Linked DNA regions of Anser cygnoides: region 1 is linked to region 2. Evidence: chromatin contacts called from public Hi-C data. All regions are on one chromosome and are shown on one strand. Each heading gives the region's core, a stretch centred on a gene start, on an enhancer-like site or on the middle of the called end of the contact. The rest is flanking DNA. Distances are from core to core; before and after follow the strand shown.

What was found. A called contact is a pair of places that touch in the nucleus more often than the background predicts.
Region 1: a contact with region 2 is called in a Hi-C map of liver, with 1.7 times the contacts expected there. The contact joins the promoter of NCK2 here to the promoter of C1H2orf49 in region 2. A contact is called at or near these places in 2 of 7 Hi-C or Micro-C datasets (granulosa cells and liver).

The regions. Positions count from the first base shown.
Region 1 is chr1:145,052,877-145,059,699 of Taihu_goose_T2T_genome, forward strand. NCK2 (NCK adaptor protein 2) reads left to right here and starts at 1,989. Exons shown (of 6, transcript XM_066984773.1): 1 at 1,989-2,311; 2 at 3,869-3,961.
Region 2 is chr1:144,895,966-144,902,365 of Taihu_goose_T2T_genome, forward strand. C1H2orf49 (chromosome 1 C2orf49 homolog) reads left to right here and starts at 1,881. Exons shown (of 4, transcript XM_048046440.2): 1 at 1,881-2,037; 2 at 4,065-4,231. The coding sequence starts at 1,909. It overlaps TGFBRAP1 (transforming growth factor beta receptor associated protein 1), which reads right to left and starts at 790. Exons shown (of 12, transcript XM_048046435.2): 1 at 655-790.

The DNA of each region.
Region 1 (6,823 bases), core at 739-3,238, 160 kb after region 2:
GCAGGCAATCTGAGCACCCTTCAACATACCACTCCTATCCCTTTCTACGGTGTCCTCTGTTTGTCATAAGCCACAGTATGGAAAAACCAGCTTTAATGGATCATTTCTTAACGTAATTAAATATATTTAACAACAGTATGCTTCAGAGTCCTCAAATTAGTCCTTTGCCTGAAGACAATGTCTTCATTCAAATCCTGTCTCAGAACATTTTTCATCCATAAATCCTATTAGCATTAATCTGCCTGAGCTAGGTGTGCTTCATCGTTTTTATTTTATTTTTTGTTTCTTTAGGTACCTGGGAAGCTTTGAGCTCTACTGCCCTACTCTACTGCCACACTCTACTGGTGTGTTATGCTGCTGGACACTTTTGGAGGTCTCTTTTGGACTGGAGACTTGGCACCGTCCTGCCACCCTCCCCTGCACAGCCTCAGCTCGGCGGCATTGTAGAAAAAATGACAAAAAAGGAGATTCTTGCATGATGAAATTAGCAAGTTGTGGTAAGGAGGGACAAAACTAAAAACAAAACAAAACAAACAAAAAAACCTGATTGTGCATTATAAATGTGAACTAGAGCTGGGTTATTCACCTCTCTACTATTGCCTCTACAGTGTATTTTATTCCAGGAACAAAAGACGTGTTTCCAAAAGTACTTCAACAGCCAGCCTCATCTAAATTTGGTGTAATCCTTCGCAGGCTGAAGCCTGGAGGGAGGCTGGAGCGAGGCCTCACCTCATGGTGAGGTGGCGGCTGTGGAGCAGAGTGCAATTCCCCTTCCTGGGACCCCAAATATTTCCCAGCTCTCAAAAAGCAGGGTCAGATTATTGTTCAGAAGGGGAGATTAACAACCCTCTGAATCAGTCAAATGTGTGTACAAAAGGGCTTGAGTCTTTCTGTCCCTCCCTGAGGTGCACACTAAGTCTTGGAAGAAACAAGAGGCCACGCTTTTCTTTCGGTTTTATCTAGCAGGCATGCAAAAGGCAACCAGGGCTGCCAAAACCATCAATTAAACGCTGTAAGAACATGTAAAAGTTAAGAAGGGGAAGAGGGAATTATTCAAAGATTTCTGAAATATTTCAAATAGAAACACAGGTCAGTCTCGGGACATGTATTTCTGTAACTGGTATATGTAGAGTTGAAAATCTGCATGAGGTTATCCCCACTTTTTTTTTTTTTTTTCCTTGGTCGGGGAAAGCAGGACAGCGGTTTCTCGGCACTGATGAGTGTATTTTGGATTTGCATGTGGCTTTCTACCTGCTGGACCCGGTGGCCACCTCCACAAGGCCAAACCTTTCGTAGCTCACCACCTCACAGACCCACCCAGGGGTGGAGGTGCCCCATTTCTGGAGGTGTTCAAGGCCAGGCTGGATGGGGTCTTTGGGCAACCTGGTCTGGTGGGAGGTGTCCTGCCCATGGCAGGGGGTTGGAGTTGGGTGATCTTCGGGGTCCCTTCCAACCCAAATTACTCTGTAGATCTGTGGGGGTGGGATGGGGCTGGCAGCACGACAGAGGCCGTACCTGGCACCGCCATCTCATCCCTCCACATCACCCTTTCGACATCTGTGGGACCTCCCACGTTTGGCCACTGGTGGATGACCCACACCACGGTGTGCGGCGGCTTTTGGGATGACCACAAGCCTGCGGCTGGGGCTTTTTTTTTTGGCCAAGCCCCCCTCAACTTCGAGGGGGTGTCGGGGCGTCAACTTCAACACGGGGGGGGATGGTTGGGGGGTGCGTGTGCCGCGGTGCCCCCCTCAACTCGAGCGCTCCCGGGGGGGCACGGAGCTGCCCTGCCCGGCTCGGCACGGCTCGGCACGGCTCGTCCGGGCCTTCCTGCGGGGGGAGGAAGGGCGGCGCTCCCGCAGCGCCAGGGGGAGCCCGGGGAGCTCCTCCCGCGCCATCCCGGCAGCGGCAGCGGCAGGAAGGGCCGGGCGGGGGCGGGGGCTGGGGCCGGGGCTGTGCCTGTGCCGGGGGGGGGGCGGGCGGGCGGCTGCCGGAGGAGGGGCCGGGGACGGGGCCGCCGCCGGGCGCTGCGGGCAGGGAGCGGAGGAGCCGGAGCCGCCGAGGGCCGGGGCCTTGGACGCGTCCGGAGGAGGAAGAGGGAAGGGGGGAGCCGGCCCCCAGCGGAGCACGCAGCCCGCATCCGCTCCGGGGAAGGGAAGAGGGAAGCGGAGGGGGGGGAGCGAGCGAGCGGGCACCGCCGCCGAGGAGACAAAGAAGCGGAGCCCGCCCGGGCTGGGAGCCTCCTCCCCGCCCCGCTCCGCTCCGCTCCGCTCCGCTCCCCGCCGCCCGGGCCGGGCCGGGCCGAGCCGAGGTAAGCGCGGTGGCGGCGGTGCGGGACGGGCCCCGCGCCGCAAACTTGTGGCGAACGGGGGGGGGGGGGGGGCATGGCGGCGGGGGGAGGGGTGGGTGTCACCCTTGGGGGGGCAGGCGGGCGGTGACCCCCCCCCCCCATCCCAGTCCTAATCCTAATCCTAATCCCAGTCTCCATCCCCCGACAGCCGCCGCTTTGTGTCCGGGGGAGGCGAGTGGAGTTGGCCCGGGGGGGTTGGGGGGTCCTTTGGGTGGGGGGCCGGCCGCCGTCCCCCTAAAAGTTCCCGTGAGGGGGACCCCGATGGGGCCGTGTCCTCGTCCCAGGGGTGAAAGGCGGCAGGCGGTGGGGAATATTCTCGCAATGCCCCCCCCCCCCCCCCCCAGCCCTCTCTCCATCCCCTAGCTTCCACTTCAGAAGCCCGAAAAAGCAATGAGCGGGACAACGTAAGACCCAAAACCGTGGGGTTTCGCCGTGAGCGGGACGACAGAAAGCTTTAAAACCCCAAAAGTTAACAGCCCCCCCCCCCCCCAGGGCAAGGCACAAGCAGGGTGCCCCACCGCCTCGCTGGGTTTTGAGGTGCCTCCGTGGATTAAATGCGGCACCCGCTCACCGCCGTCTTGTTCTTTTGTTAGTTTCAAACTTGATCGCTTCCCAGCGTGCCTCCCCTAGCCGGACTCCGCTCCTTTTGTGTGCCGTGAGGCAATATTTGCTCCCCGGGAACACGCCGCCTTCGTGGCCGGCCGACGGAGGAGAGCTGGGCTCGTCGTCCACGAGTGGCCTTCATAAACACGGACCTCCCCGGCCTAGCCACGCGTGCCTTATGTCATCGAGAGCCGGGGCCGGGAGCTTAACATGGAGGAATCTGAAAGGGCTGGCAGGGCAGGAGCTCGGCAGGAATGTCTCCCTGAGAGCGCTGCTTCTCCTCCTGCTTTTGAGGAATCTTCAGCAGCCAGCACCGCGTAGATGGTGGCAGGGGCACAGCGTGTGCGGGAGGGAGGATTAGAGCTTCTGGAGGAAAATTACTTTGTAGCTTCTCGGAAATACCCGGGTTTACAGCTCTGGATATTGAAGTCTCAGGGCTGGCCCCGGTCGATTTAAGCGGTCTTGTCCTCGTAGCTGACTTTCTTGAAACTTTGACAGAAGATGTCGCTTTTGGGAGCAGCGAGTAAACGTAGAGACAGAAGGCACCTGTACTGCTAAGATCAAGACAGTAATTAGCAAATATTTTAATATAGGCCATGAAACAGATATAGACTCATTGCAACGTTAGCTCTCCTTGCAGCTTTTCTGTCACTGCGCTGTTAGCTGCTGTACTAGCCTTTTACCTCTGCTAGATGATATTTCTGATCTCTGTTGTGGTACAGTGGGACTCAGGATCTCTTTTGCTGTTTTTCTCCAAAACCAACAGCAGAGTTAGTCACTGATTGAATGGATGGTTGATTTTATTATGTCCTTGCTGCTGAATATATGATAAATCCCAAACTTCAGCCTTTGCCTTGCTGCTGCAATGAAAAGGGAACTTATCCCTTTTTTCTCCTTCCTCTCTTTTCTCTATAGTTTCCTGCCTAGCTGCTTGGGAGCGTTAAGGAAAGGTATTTGCTCTCTTATGTGTCACGTCACATCAACTGTGTGCTAAAGAAGAAGGACAAGGTCAGCAGCATCTGCTTTGTTTCCAGCCTTTGTATTTTTTTTTATCTTGGTGTTGCTATTGACATTTGTTATTCCTTTTCTCATGGTGCTCATGGCTTTCCTTAGCAGTTACAGTAGTGACTCAAAAGCGATGTTTGGGCAGTATCGTTTGCTGGTCATAGCCTCGAGCAGCAGCAGAACTACCTGAAGTGTCCTTCTTTTTCATGCCATACAAGCATAAAACCTGCTCCAGACTCACAGAGGCAGGTGCTCTATCAATTTACTTGCTGCAGGATCAAAATCAAAACCAAGATGTCTATGAATCTGATGGTTACGGATGTTCTAGAAAATGATTTCTGTTTGAGAGGACTTGTGGTTTCTCAGCCATGGCTCTTCCCTTCCCTCTCCTGTCCCCTGTGCTCTCCGAAAGGGGGGTTGCTGGCGGGAGTTAGCAGAGATGTTTGAAAGAAGGTACCAACAAAACCAAGATGCTGCCGTATTTTGGTTAGTGTGGTCAGACCTGAGGTAAGGTGCTGGACACACCGCTGAGCTGAAGTAGGTCATTGCGCGTGGTCTGGTCTGCCTGTGCTGTGAGCTGAGGCGCGCTGCAGGCAAGCTGCTGTCTGCTTCTGCTGAAATAATAAACTTACAGACAATACCCTTTATCCTTCTATTTACCAGGCATACAGAAATGTTGCAAAACGATAGCTCCCCCAGAGCCTGAGAGTCAAGGATCCCTAGGAGTTCCTGGATTGGAAGGCCTTCACAGACAACAGGGGTGGCGTTTGTGATGTGGCAGATAGGCAGATAGCATTGTTTCTTCCTCCTAAAGCACACAGATGAGGCCTATACAATTAATTTAACTAGCGTACTCTCATGTGGTCTTTTGAAAAAGATGCTGGATGAGACCTGGTGACTTCTGCCTTTTGAAAAATAGCTTTTCTGTTTATTTTGCTTTGCAAGTACATGAAGGTTGGCCAGCCCAGGTATCCTAAGCTGTTTCCTGTTTTAAGGTGCTCCATTTAATTTTTTTCTTGCCTATTCAATTAGATCCACTAGTTTCCTCATCGTAACGTAGTCATCGGTGTTCTGCCCAGTTAAACTGTTGCTCTGTTTAGTGGTGGGTAAAGCGATTCTTTCAAGTGTTGTTTTTTTTTTTCTAGAGTAATCTTTTTCCCCTGTCATGAGGATTCTTAATTATTTCATAAATGCTAATGAAGTGAGTAAATTGGAAGTGCATTGACATATGAAATATATATTTTTATATCCCATTAAATATATATGACGCAACAAATGAATTTGTCTCTCTCCGTTAACAAACTGAGTTCCTGTTTTAAAACCAGCATAAATAACTTGGTGTGCAGTGAGGTGGCTTGGCGGCGTACATTCTTAAGCCTTGGTAGAGTATTGTAAATTTAGGGAATTCCTACGCAGAGAAATAAATCTTGATTAGAGAACAGCGACCCATTGCATTTTACATTATTACAGGTATTGCACAATAAACCGCTGTCGGTGAAGTTTTAGAAATACTCCTGTTGAGAAAAACGTCTGTTAGAGTGGAAGCTCAGACGTGGCAGCATGTCCAATATCTGTTCAGAGGGGTAGAAACACACTGCGTGGCTTAGAGGATTTTTCCCTCTATAGGTTTGTTGCCCTGCTTTTGGTCCTGATCTCGTTAACAAGTGTTAATATGGTAACATGTAACTAATGGTCATTATTCTCCGAAGCACAATGGAGTGAACGTGCTGGAAATTTTGCTAGATACCTGAATTGTGAAAAATGTTGCATCTCTCTTAGTCATGAGAATACAGATGAAAAATGAATGCAATACAGGTGCATTTTTAATCTAAGCTGACGAAACTTGATCCAGTTTTACTCAACCTTGACTCATTTAAGTTATTGTCTGCAGACAGCTCACAGCTATATAAATAGCTATGGAAATGTGAAAACAGGTGCTGAGAGATACCACAGGTAGAGTGTAGCTGAAACTTTACTATAGAAAACCTACTATATTTAGGACGTTTACAAAATCTGATAGTAACGTGAAGCAAAAGTCAAACAAAATACATTTTTAAAATTAAAAATGGTTTTGGAATGAAAGTGCAGTTAGATGGTAGCTCATTACCTCATAGGGTTTCAGGAGGCTGTGCTGAAACACATTTGATAGGTAGGACATTTTCTTTGTCTGTCACTTAGCAGGGACCTAAAGCATCATCTATGGAAGAGTGTGGATAATGTTTGCTGTGTCAGGGCCGGAGCGTTTAGCCAAAATGGATTAATAACCAAAAATAAATGAGCAGGCCTTCAGATTTTTTTTCCTTTTGTGGAAAGTCAAATTTTAGCCTTAACCCTTTTACGGTTCTTGAGGTCTAGAGTGTTCAGAGTATTTGTGGGGGCTGTAATAAGGAGAAATGTCAGGGATATGAAAGCAGACAGCCCAGTTTGCGAGAGGAGGATGCTGAGGCCCCTTGGTGAAGCAGGAGCGCTGAGGCATGTCCTGTTAGGGTGCGAGGAGCTGCTCTGAGGCTGCTTGGCTGCCTTTTTGTATGGGTTATGCTAGGTCAGCTTGGTGCAAATCTGGGGAAGCAGTCCAACTGCAGGACAGTGGGAGCAGGGTTAGCAAAAAGGTCTGGTCTGCGTGGTGGTTTGGCCTTTTTTGTGTGTTTTTTTTATTTAAAGAAGATAAAAGCTGTTAAAAGCAAGTCTAGTTCTCTTATGATTTAACTTCATTGTCCTTACATTAAAGAGTAGTCGCTGAGCATGGTTTTAGAACTTACCCTTCGGAAAGAGAACAGAACATTGCAGGTTGGGAATGCTTTAGAAAGGAATTGCGTTTATTAAGTAAGCAAAATATAGGTTAAGTCTATGGTTGTAAATATAGGA
Region 2 (6,400 bases), core at 631-3,130:
ACCTTCAGCTAAGAAAACACGAAAACACCAGAGAAATACCCCAAGGTAAGATGATAACGAAGGTCTCTGAGCAACACAGCCACGCTGCCCTCCAAAACACAAGACGTTAAGCCAAAGAGGGCAGCCCAAAGGCTGACTACCGAAACAGCTTTTGGTCGTTTGCTTTTCGGAGAGCGTGTGCATCACGAAGTGCCGGGCTGCGTCCCGGGGAGGACGGGCGGCTTTCCTGCCTGGGAGTTTAAAGTCTGCGTGGGGCAGGGCAGGGCAGGGCAGGCACATCCTCTCCTAACGCCTGCCGTCAGGAGAACCTCGCAGCCCTGCTCTTGGCCAAGCAGCCTTCAAAAGCTTGCAGAATAAGAGCAAATGAAGAATACATAGAATTATTTAATACCTAATTTGAGGGTTTTAAGGTAACGAAGGACAAACCCGACTCCCCGGACACGAAGCCCGAACACACCGGCGGTCTGACGGCCCGGCCCAGCCCGGCAGCCAATAAACCAACCCCCCCCCCGGTCACCACACGGCGAGAAAAGCGCTCCCAGGACTCCCGGGGCCAGCCGGCCCGGCCGCCGGTGGCGCAGACCCCCGGTAATCCGGGTGTTACTCCCCCACCCGCAGCCACACCGGGCCCCGGACGGCTCCCCCCCCCCCCACCTGCGAGCGCCGGGCGCCGCCGCTCCAGGAACCGCGGCCGGGCCGGGCCGGGCCTCGCTGGAGCTCCGCCGCCGCCGGCCGCGGGCAGGGGAGGGGCGGGCGCGGAGCTTCCGGTACCGCGCCCCGCCCCGCCCGGCCCCGCCCCGCCGCCTTCCCGTCACGTGGGGCGCGCGGGCGGGCCCCGCCCATCGGGGAGGGGTGCGTCACGTGAGGGGGCGGGAGGGCGGCCGTTGGGCGCTGACGGGGCGCGGGGCGGCGGGGGCGGTCCTGTCAGGGGCTGTGCTGGCGTACGAGGCTAAGCTGAATAAAGAAATAGCGGCGGTGGGGTGTGAGTGCTGTGGGAGGAGGGGAAGGGGGGGACGCGGGGGAATGGGTGGCGTGAGCCAGCAGGAAACAGCCGGGGGGGGCGCTGTGTGGGGGGATGGCACAGGCTGCCCAGGGAAGCTGTGGGTGCCCCATCCCTGGGGGTGCTCAAGGCCAGGCTGGATGGGGCTTTGGGCAGCCTGGGCTGGTGGGAGGTGTCCCTGCCCGTGGCAGGGGGGTGGAATTAGGCGATCTTTAAGGTCCCTTCCAACCCAAACCATTCTGTGGTTCTGTGAACGTAAATAAACATTACACTGCTGGCTTGTACAGTTAAATGATCTTTAATATTCCAAATTTGAATTCATAATAATAGATCTATCTTAAGAGCTCTACATATCTATAGTATATATGTGCTAAGTAGTTATATGTGTGGCTTGTTCTACGTGCAGGTGTGTTTGTGTCACATAGCTTGTTGCCTCTTAGTTCTGTAAAACGCATTAAATACTTGAAATCACATTTTACGTCACAAGGGCAACGCGGTTAACTTACATCGTTATTTGCAACTCCCTGTCCTGTTTCTAAATGGACAGGCAGTTCGCTAACTCAAAGCAGAAGGCACTTATTTCACTTTCTCCTTCTGTGTACTGAGAAAGTTATAATAAAATGGGTTTCCTCTGCGTACTGACCAGCACCACATCGCAGTGATCCTTCCCTTCCCTTCCCTTCCCTTCCCCCTTCCCTTCCCTTCCCTTCCCTTCCCTTCCCTTCCCTTCCCTTCCCTTCCCTTCCCTTCCCTTCCCTTCCCTTCCCTTCCCTTCCCTTCCCTTCCCTTCCCTTCCCTTCCCCTGTCCCCCCGCCCAGACTCCGCGCTCTGACGTCAGTTCCGCCTCCAGGCCCCGCCCCCTCGCCCGGCGGCCCCTCAGCGGCCGGAAGCGGTGCCGGCGGCACAAGATGGCGGCGCAGCGGCGGGGCCGGGCGGGCGGTGTCGCGGCGGAGCGGCCGCTGGGGCGCTCGGACTCGGAGCTGCTGCTGCACCCGGAGCTGCTCTCGGAGGAGTTCCTGCTGCTCACCCTCGAGCAGGTGCGACCGCGCCTCGCCCGGCACCGGGGCGGCTCCGCAGAGGGGCACGGCCCTGCCCGGGGCCGGGGGGGGGAGGTCGGCCGCGGGGCCCCGGCGGTCGCCGTGCGGGAGGTTTTCTCCCAGGCCCTCTCTGCTCGCCGGTCTTTGTGCAGCCCTGCGCGGGTGCACCAGAAGCACTCGGGGAAGAAATAATTGGGAAATAATAATAAATAAAGGAATGCTATGATTCGGATGCTCATTTAAAAGAGGCGTGCAGCCTGAGAACTGCCCCCCTTGTTTTCCTAGGGACCGTGTCTGAACCCTGCTGCAGTGGTTGCTAAAGAACAATTTATCCAACTTTGCATGTCCGTGAGGCAGCATTTATATACAGTAAAGTTACCCGTGGAAAGTCGATCTCTTCTCTGTTAAGGCTGGTGCATGCGTGCTCGGTGAGCTAAAGGCAACACATCCTACACGATCAGCAGAGATAGCGTTTAACTGTGTGTTATTGAAAAATCTGAGTTTGAAAGTGACTTATAGCCGATTTTGAAGCTTCAGTTGATGTGGAGTACTTGCTGCTGCCTGATCTGCAAAATTAGGTGAATGAAACAATCATTTAAGGCTTCTACAGGAGCTTGCTCAACTTTGTGTGCTCTTGTTCACATAGTTTATGTGCACAATAGTGTACAGGTTTTGAGCCCATATCAGAAGTTATAAAGCATTGTCAAAACCAATAGCAGCAGACACTTGACCTGTTTTCAGTGACCTGTGTTTGCATGACGTTACCGTTTTTTTCTCTTAATAAATTTGATCGAAGGTACCAAAATTTGTTTTCACAACGGTGTGTATGATCAGAAAGAAAACTTGCGTGCTCTTATAACTGACAGTGACAAGAAGTCTCTCTTAGCAGCTTACATGTTGGGAACTGGTGCAGAAGCAGAGCTCCACATCTGGGAGTTTGAACTGCGTTATGTTCTAATTGCCTGGTTTTTGGAAGTATGAAAGAGAGCTCTGACTTTGTAGTCAGGGAGGCGTGTTAAAGAGTGCATGAAAACCTCGGTTAACAGCAGTGGTTCTATCGTAACTTAATTCTCTTGTGTAACTATTTTTATTGGGAAAAAAATTGCAGGATTTGCATAGCAGTGGACTGCGGGGGTTATCTGTGTGGGCAAAGGTGAGGAACTGCCCTGTGCTGGTCACAGCAAGGTTCAACTGTCTGACAGTGATGAAAACAGCCCATCGCACACCAAAACTTCAGCCAATCAGAGGAACACGTGGTACTGCTCAAATCTGCTTTACAAAGAGTGGCAGCAGCAAGAGGCAGGAGGCACAGAGAGGCCGTGCAGGAGTAGACAGATGAGCAGATGTGAGGAGAATGGGGAAACGGGACTCATGAAAAATTGATGGTTTTGGGGCTGTGGCTGGTGATGGGCTCCAGCCTGTGGAGGGCTCCTGCTGGAGCAGGGAAAGCCTCATGGAGACTGTGGTCCATGGAGAAACCCATGCTGGAGCAGAAGAAAATGAGTAAGAATCAAGGAACAGAGGAAGGAGATGCGTAAGAAGTAAGAAATGGCAGAAAGAAACCATTAAACACATAGGGAGACGCCTCTTCTCATCCCTTCCTGGTCTCAACTTCTCTTGTTTCCAGTGTGGATTACTGTCATTCCCTCTCAGTTCCTTGCACGAGGAAGGAGAGCATTTCTTCACAGAGCTCCTCATGTGCCTTCTCCTCTGCGTCCTTTGGTGTCTCCTGCCCCTAGTGGCTTCTGCCCTTTGTTAAAGGTATTTCAGCAGCGACGCCATGTCCTCCTCCGCTTGGTTGAAGCTTTGGTGTGCAGTGGGTTGTTTTCAGAGTTATCAGCTGTCACTGGCACAGGGCATTTCCTTGCCTCCCACAGGGGTCACCCCTGCAGCCCCCTCCACTGACACCCTGGCATTTATGCCCAATTCAGAATGGCTTCAGAATGGCTTTTGAAAAATGAAATTTTCCCACTGTTTGCGCTCTGAATTTCTCATAATAATAACTTTTTTTCTTCTGTCCCCCACAGAAGAATATCCTAGTCAAAAATGATGTAAAGATGGACAAAGACGGCCTCACTGATCTCTACATTCAACATGCCATTCCGTTGCCTCAGCGTGACTTACCCAAAAGTAGATGGGGGAAAATGATGGAAAAGAAAAGACAGCAAAATGAACTGAAAAGTGAAAATAAAAGGTAATTTCGCTTTCAACGGGATAGATCTGGAGAGCTTAGGAAAATGCAGTTAATTTGGTCTTATCTGACTACTAAAACTTGTACAAGTTTTGAATGTTGTTACGGTTTACCAAGAATGTTGTCGTCATCTGTGTCGTAAGTGTTGGATTCTCCTACTCCAATTGCAGGGAAAAAAGTATGATCTTTTTTTGTCATCTAAATGTTATTAGTGGTATCTAGTTTATAACACTTGTTTTTTTATTGCTGTTTCAAAATAGTGTATGAAGAAAAAAATTGTTATTAGTTTCACCTAATAATTGTTAAATATTAATAATCATGTTTACAGTGTTTAAGACAAATACCAGCAGCATGTTGAACTATGCTTGCTCACTGAACAGGGTTGGTCTGCTGAGTCAGGAATGTATGCTGCAGCAGTTTTGTGTGTCCAGTTCAAAACTAATGCCTCCTTTCTGAAAGTGTTCTGCCTTGTGTTCAAAACCTTTACGTTTGGATTTGATCAGAAAGCAAAATCTTCTTCGGAAGTTTATTTATGTTTTCTTCCCCAAACCTCCTCCCTGCCCAAGACTTTAACTTTGATGTGCATGAGTGGCAAGTCTGATTTAGCTCCATCAGTAAATGCTAAAGGAAAGGTAGACAGAAATTCTCATGTTTTTTGCACTATTACAGCTTGCTAATTTCATAAGTCTGTTTTAGCCTTACTGAGGTTTCTAGCAAGGAAGAGCTAAACAAATTCTGGCAAGTGATTTTTTTTTTATTTTTTTAAGCAGTGTCTAGAATACTGACTTGTCTTGTTATGTCTTTTTTTGCTTAAAGGGTCTGTTTGTAGGTAGGTCTGTTTGTGACTTGAAGATAAAAGCACGAGGTTACTGTTCAAATAATAAGACACTGTTGATGTGCTGAAGTAGGTGCAAAAGAATTTTTTATCAGAGAACTAAAGATAGCGGGGAGGATGTTTTTGAGAGAAGGCAGCTGTGTTAATTTTTAGATGGGAGAATGGCTTCATCCTTATATCATATGTAGAGTAAGTGTAGGAGCTGTTATTTTGGTACACTAAAACTCAGTAAGGGTCAAACCTATTTTTACTAGGGAAATGGTCAGTAAAAGTAAATATGTTTAATCTACCAGTCTGCTTTTCTTTAGCAATTGCTCTTAGCATTTAGCATCTAGCATGCCAGGCTTAGTTTTTGCTCTGGTGTTAGACAATTTTAAGGTTTTCTAGCAGTCACTATTTTTTGCTAGAATTAGATCTTCATACTTGACAACTATGCTGGCAAAGAGCTATCTGGAATAGTTAATCTTTTCTTGCTAGCACTACTGACACCAGAGAACTGGGAGCAGGTAATGGAATTTCAGCACATTCAGTAAGTAAAAGTTGCACAGAGAAAGCTTCAGTTACAGTATGGTCATGGGAAGAATCATGGAAGTTTGGTCATCTTTTTGGATGTTAAAACGGTATGTTTTTCCTCGTAGCTGTGTTGTCAGCTTCAGGAGAGTTGGTGTCATGCCGTTGTGAAGAGAAGGAAGTAGACCTTGGCGTTCTTGTTTTTAAAAACAAAATCCCTGGCCATTATGAGGCTGTAAATTATGTGCAAGTCAGAGGTAAACTGACCTAAAAGTAAATTACTTACTCAAAGTCAGATAAGCTGATTGATCATTTGAATAACAGGAGCTGTCTGCTGCATTCCACTGTGGAAAGGCTCTGTTTTCCAAAGTGTGCTCGCAGTACTGTGGGGCTTGGAGACGATCAGCAGAGCTCGGTGTGTAGTTGCATACCTCTAATAGCTGCAGGTAGGAGGTAAAAACACATTAATAACTTCAATTGGAATTTAAAACTCAGTGTTGAGTACTGTGTTTAGTCTTACTGCTGGTGATTGCTGGCATGTCCTAAAAGATTTGCTGTGTATCAGCTGAGTTGCAGTGTCATGTTATACCTCAATAATACAATGAAATATCTGAGGTCATAGGTGATAGCTGAACATCTTGTTTCTGAATTTTGAGTGTGCAGACAATCATAAGAACAAATGTACTGTATCCAACTTCAAACATTTTAATTAACAGTTATTTTTTAGAAACATTTGTAAGATCATCTTGACTTCTGGAAGGAGGAGGATGGTTTGAATCTCAAAATGTATGTGTAGTTTCTGAAGTGCTATGGAGTCTGAAGAATCT